Regions from separate parts of the Mus musculus genome. Here region 1 is linked to region 2. Evidence: chromatin contacts called from public Hi-C data. All regions are on one chromosome and are shown on one strand. The core of a region is the stretch at or near the end of the contact, and the rest is flanking DNA. Distances in the headings are between cores, read along the strand shown.

Evidence for each region. Hi-C and Micro-C count contacts between places; a contact is called where the count stands out from the background.
Region 1: a contact with region 2 is called in a Hi-C map of the G1E-ER4 cell line, with 4 times the contacts expected there. The contact joins two enhancer-like sites. A contact is called at or near these places in 1 of 39 promoter capture datasets (embryonic stem cells) and 17 of 484 Hi-C or Micro-C datasets (the 63-12 cell line, the AML12 cell line, the G1E-ER4 cell line and 7 more).

Annotation. Positions count from the first base shown.
Region 1 is chr17:19,227,097-19,229,796 of GRCm38.p6, forward strand. No RefSeq gene overlaps it. Among named protein-coding and RNA genes, the nearest start is that of Vmn2r99, 130 kb to the right of the region's middle. Within about 2 kb of position 1,440, at least 5 of the 459 cell types and tissues checked have an H3K27ac peak or open chromatin away from gene starts, as enhancers often do. A contact at or near this core is called in the G1E-ER4 cell line, where this site is marked.
Region 2 is chr17:19,030,853-19,033,552 of GRCm38.p6, forward strand. No RefSeq gene overlaps it. Among named protein-coding and RNA genes, the nearest start is that of Vmn2r98, 21 kb to the right of the region's middle. Within about 2 kb of position 1,294, at least 5 of the 459 cell types and tissues checked have an H3K27ac peak or open chromatin away from gene starts, as enhancers often do. A contact at or near this core is called in the G1E-ER4 cell line, where this site is marked.

The DNA of each region.
Region 1 (2,700 bases), core at 190-2,689, 200 kb after region 2:
CTGCACCTCTCTCTCTCCCTCAGCCTGACGCCTCCTGCTCCCTTACCAGGGACAACTGTCCATCATTTGCTCCACACAAAGGATGCTCTTGTGGCTCACAATTCTGGTCTAAAAGAAGTTTTATACTAGCAAAAAGAATTAGGAGACCTCACTTTAGAAATTCAAAACTTGCAGGGGGCCCTCTCTTGAATTTCAATTGTCAAGAAACAGTGGGAGCACCCTAAAGTCATAAAGGAAGTCTCTCCTCCAGTTTCCACGGAGAAGATCAAACATAAATATTCAGCCAAGGACAAGGCATATAAAAAATTGGCCTTCCCAGTCCTGACTCTGGCACACTCCAAACAGATATGTTATGACCCTGAGCCAGCTAATGATGAACTAGCTCCAGATACCTCAGGACAGGTAAAGGAGGAAAAGGAAAATGAAAGTGACGAATTTGACCAATTAGCCTCTGACTCTGAGGAAGAAGAGGCTATAAAAGATGAAAATGATTATGAGGCTTCACAGTGTGTTTATAAGAAATTAAAGATCAGACATATTAAAGAATTGCATTTGGCTGTTAAAAATTATGGAGTTAATGCCCCTTTTATTGTATCAAATTTGGAGGGACTAGCAGGAGATGGTTACTTAACACCCAATTAATAGAGCAAAGTGGTACAATCAGTCCTCACTAGAGGGCTGTATTTAACTTGGAAATCTGAATTTGTGGATATAGCCCAAACCCAAGCTGCTATAAACAGAAAAACAAAAAACAAAAAAAAAAAAAAAAAAAAAAACAAAAAAACAAAAAAACAAACAAAAAAAAAACCAAAAAAACAAACAAACAAACAAACAAACAAAAAACCCTCAGTGAGGCATATTCTTGGACCTGTGATAAAATATGTGGTAAAGGTCCGTTCGTGTCTGATAAGAAGCAATTGGGGCTTTCTCCTGGGGTGCTAGTGCAGACCACGCAGGTGTCCTTAGCAGACTGGAGAGCCGTACCAGCCACAGGAGTCCTCACAACCCTGTTAACTAAAATTATTCAGGGCTCCCAAGAATCCTATGCCCAATTTGTTGCTAGACTACAAGAAGCCACTGAAAGAATTCTCAGCCCTCATGAAAATGAAGGGCTTTTAGTTAGACAACTTGCCTTGGAGAATGCTAATTACACTTGCAAGGCTGCCCTGAGAGGTAAGACTAAAGGCTTAGACCTCACAGGAATGATAAAGCTCTGCAGTGAGGAAGATATATTTTCACATCAAGTCTCAAAATCTATTAACCTGGCCATGGGAGCAGTCTTCCAAAAAGCTGGTGGAACTATCCAGCTTCAGCAAAGAGTGTGTTTTAGATATGGACTCCTGGGACATTTTGTCCACAAATGCCCATCCACCAGACCAGGCAAGTCTGCCACCACAACAGGCAGGGGCCAAGTTACACAGGGAGCCATGTCTCCTGGCCTCTGCTATAAATGTAAGAGAGGTTGCCACTGGGCACGAGATTTCAGATCCAAAACGGATGTAAATGGTCGCCCCCTTACTAAGGTCCATGGAAACTACCAGGGGGCCCCTGCTCTGGGCCTGCTCCCCCTGATAGCACCCCTAAACAATCCATTGCTGATTCCCTCCAGCCTCTCCAATTGGGATTGTGCAGGACTACAGCAGGGAGTGCAGGATTGGATTTGTGTTCCTCCACAACTAGGAGTAAACTTCTGAGGAAGGGACATTAGTTATTGAGACAGGGGAATTCGGACTGCCACCCCAAAATATGAATTTTCTTATTATTGGTCGAACATCAGGTTCCCTACAGGGACTCCTGGTAACCACCACTGTGGTTGATGCTGACTACCAAGGAGAAATAAAAATACTGGTTACAGCAACACGAGGGCCCCTTACATTGAGAGCAGGAGAGTGCATCGCCCAAGCGCTGCTGCTTCCATTAATTGGACAATTTCCACATAATAGAAAAAATCGGTGGCCGTCCTCCCCAGCGTCCTCAGATGTTTATTGGGTACAAAAATTAACTGACTTCTGACCTATGTTGACCCTGTTTTTAGATGGCAAACAATTTCAGGGACATCTAGATACTGGGGCAGATGCAGCAGTAATCTCTTCATCGCACTGGCCAACTGCTTGGCCTTTAGAACCTACTGCTACCCATTTGAAGGGGATAGGCCAAACTCAGGATACTTTAAAAATTTCAAAATTGTTAACATAGTCAGATAAGGAAAACAATACTGGAACTATCTGGCCCTTTGTTGTCAGGGGCCTTCCTGTTAATTCATGGAGAAGAGATATGCTCTCTCAGATGGGAGTTATAATGTATAGTCCCAATGAGACTGTCACAAATTTAATGCTAAAAACAGGGTAGCTCCCTGGAAAAGGCCTAGGGAAAAATGAACAAGGGATTGTTTAATCCCTTTGTCCCTGTACCCAAAAGAGATAAAAAGTGTCTGTGAGCAGACATTTTTTCCTAGAGACCACTGCTCCTCCTGCACTCCTGGCAGATAAGATATCTTGAAAAACTAATGATCCAGTCTGGGCCCACCAGTGGTCTATGCTTCAAGAAAAGGTCCAGGCAGCCTTACAGTTAGTGCAGGAACAATTGAGGCTGTTGCACCTTGAACCATCCACATCCCCGTTTAATACACCTATATTTGTTATGAAAAAGAAAAATGGGACTTGGAGGTTATTACATTATCTCAGAGCTGTTAATAAGACT
Region 2 (2,700 bases), core at 44-2,543:
GTTCAGGATCCACAAGAAGACTAAGTGTACATATAATTCAAATATGCAGGAAGGCCAAGGTCTGGACCATGTATCTCCTTTGGTTGATCCTTCAGTCTCTAAGAGATAAAAGATTTCAGGTTATTTGACAGCATTGGCCTTCCTGTGGAGTTCCTATCCACCTTAGGTGTCCCCAATCCTTCTTCCAGTTCTTCCATAAGAGTCCCCAAGCTCTGTATACAGTTTGGCAAGGGGTGTCTGCATCTGTATGATTTAACTACTATGCAGAGCCTCTCACAGGACAGAAAAAGTAAACTCATGTCTGCAAACATAAAAGAGTATGACTAACAGAATTAGCTATTTGTGCTCAACCATGGGATAGGTATTTATTTGGCAAGATTATTGATTCACTACTCTGTAGGTCTCTGTATCATTCCTCATCCCTTCATTTCTTGCAGACTGTATAAATTAAGGGTGACATTTTTCTTTGTGCTGCATACCTTAAAAACTTCTAATTTATGAATAATAGTTATAAAAGAAGAGAAGAGTCCCACAGCCAAGGCCCCCCAAAAAACAATTTCAATAAAATCAGAGAAGAAATGTTGGGAGCCAAAACTAAATTCTTTATAATAATCCAAGTGAAAAAGATGACTACCAAGTCTTGAGACATAAAGCTGGACCTCCTCTCCAAGCTGACTAAGTACAGATGAAGGTCACCAACAGACTGTCTCAGTTGGACCTCCCCCCTAAGCTGACTAAATCCAGATGAAGGTCACCAACAGACTGTTTCGAGAATTACCACAGATGATTGCAGACCTGATGCAAACAGCAGATGTCATAACTACAAGATGTACTTTTAGATATCATGCCTCCCCTTGTAGTCACTGAGGAAAATTACCACTGCTCCCCCCTGCCCTTCTGTGTAAGGATTATTTCCCCTTTGATCTTTTTGTATAAAAACTGCAAGTTTTGCTGAATATCATGAGACCTTGTCAAGATCAAGATTGACTCCATGTCTTTTCTGTGCTTGGCCACATCACCAGGCACGCAGCTTCAGCTAATCAGGGCAGCAGGGGCATATCTCCATCAAAATGGATTCACCTGTATCCTGGTACACCTGCACAGCTCTCAAGATGTTTTTGGCTCATATGAGGAAGTCAGGTGCAAGTCATACCACTTAGCTGCAGTCCCTGGCGCCTTTGGGACTGCCACCACACTCGCTCCTCACAATTAGAGACCTCTTAAAAGATGCAGAACAAGGAGGGGAGGGAGCCAGACTACTGGCACTCATTGAAGATTTTCTTGGGGCTTCTTGCTTACTATCAGGTAAAAGTGAAACTAAAAAGGACTTAAAGGATCATTCAAGCTCCTCTTCAATCATCACAAACATGAAAGATCCTTCAAGTAGTTTTGCAGCTCCTCTCTTCCCACAAAGCCTAAAGGGGCTCCTAGATGAATCAGAGAAATTTGTTTGACCAAAGCATATTTATCTAGTCTTAAAAGACTGTAATGCCCCCTTTGACTTATCCTCTGAGGCAGAACTAGAGGAGGAGGCAGCCAAATATGAGGAGGAGAGATATGGTCCTGGCTCCCTAGTGTTTTTAACAACAAAATCAGGCCCTAGGTACCATCATCCGCACCCACCTCTATATCCCTCTCTGCACCTCTATCCTTCCCTCAGCCTGCTGCCTCCAGCTCCCTTACCAGGGACAACTGTTCGTCATTTGCTCCACACAAATGACGATCTGGTGGCTCACATTTCTGGTCTAAAAGAGGTTTTATACTTGCAAAAAAGAATTAGGAGACCTCACTCTAGAAATTCAAAATTTACAGGGGGTCTTTTCTGGAGCCCCAATTGTCAAGAAACAGTCACAGCACACTAGTCATAAAGGAGGCCTCCCCTCCAGTCTCCACGGAGAAGATCAAACATAAATATTCAGCCAAGGACAAGGCACATAAAAAATTGGCCTTCCCTGTCCTGACTCAGACATGCTCCAAACAGATAAGTCATGACCCTGAGCCAGTTAATGATGATACCTCAGGACAGGCAAAGGGGGAAAAGGAAAATGGAAGTGATGAATTTGAGCCCTGAACAATTTTAGTCAACGGGGTGGTGAGGGCTCCTGTAGCTGGTACAGCTCTCCAGGCTGCTAAGGCTGCCTGGGCAGTCTGCACTAGCATCTCAGGAGAAAGCCCCAATTGTTTCTTATCAGAGGCAAACGGACCTTTACCAAATATTTCATCAGAGGTCCAAGAATAAGACTCACTGAGTTTTTTTTTTTTCTATTAATCGTAGCCCCAATTGTCAAGAAACAGTGATTTAATAAAGAAGGGTGACTGACTCTGAAGAAGAAGAGGCCATAAAAGATGAAAGTGATTATGAGTCTTCATAACCTGTTTACAAGAAATTAAAGATCAAATATATTAAAGAATTGCATTCGGCTGTTAAAAATTATGGCGTTAGTGCCCCTTTTATTGTATCAACAATCTTGGAGGGACTAGCAGGAGACAGTTACTTAACACCTAACGAATGGAGCAAAGTGGTACAGTCAGTCCTCAGTAGAGGTCAGTATTTAACTTGGCAATCTGAATTTGTGGATAGAGCCGAAACCCAGGCTACTATTAATAGAAAAAAAAAAAAAAAAGCCCTCAGTGAGGCTTATTCTTGGACCTCTGATAAAATATGTGGTAAAGGTCCGTTTATCTCTGATAAGAAACAAT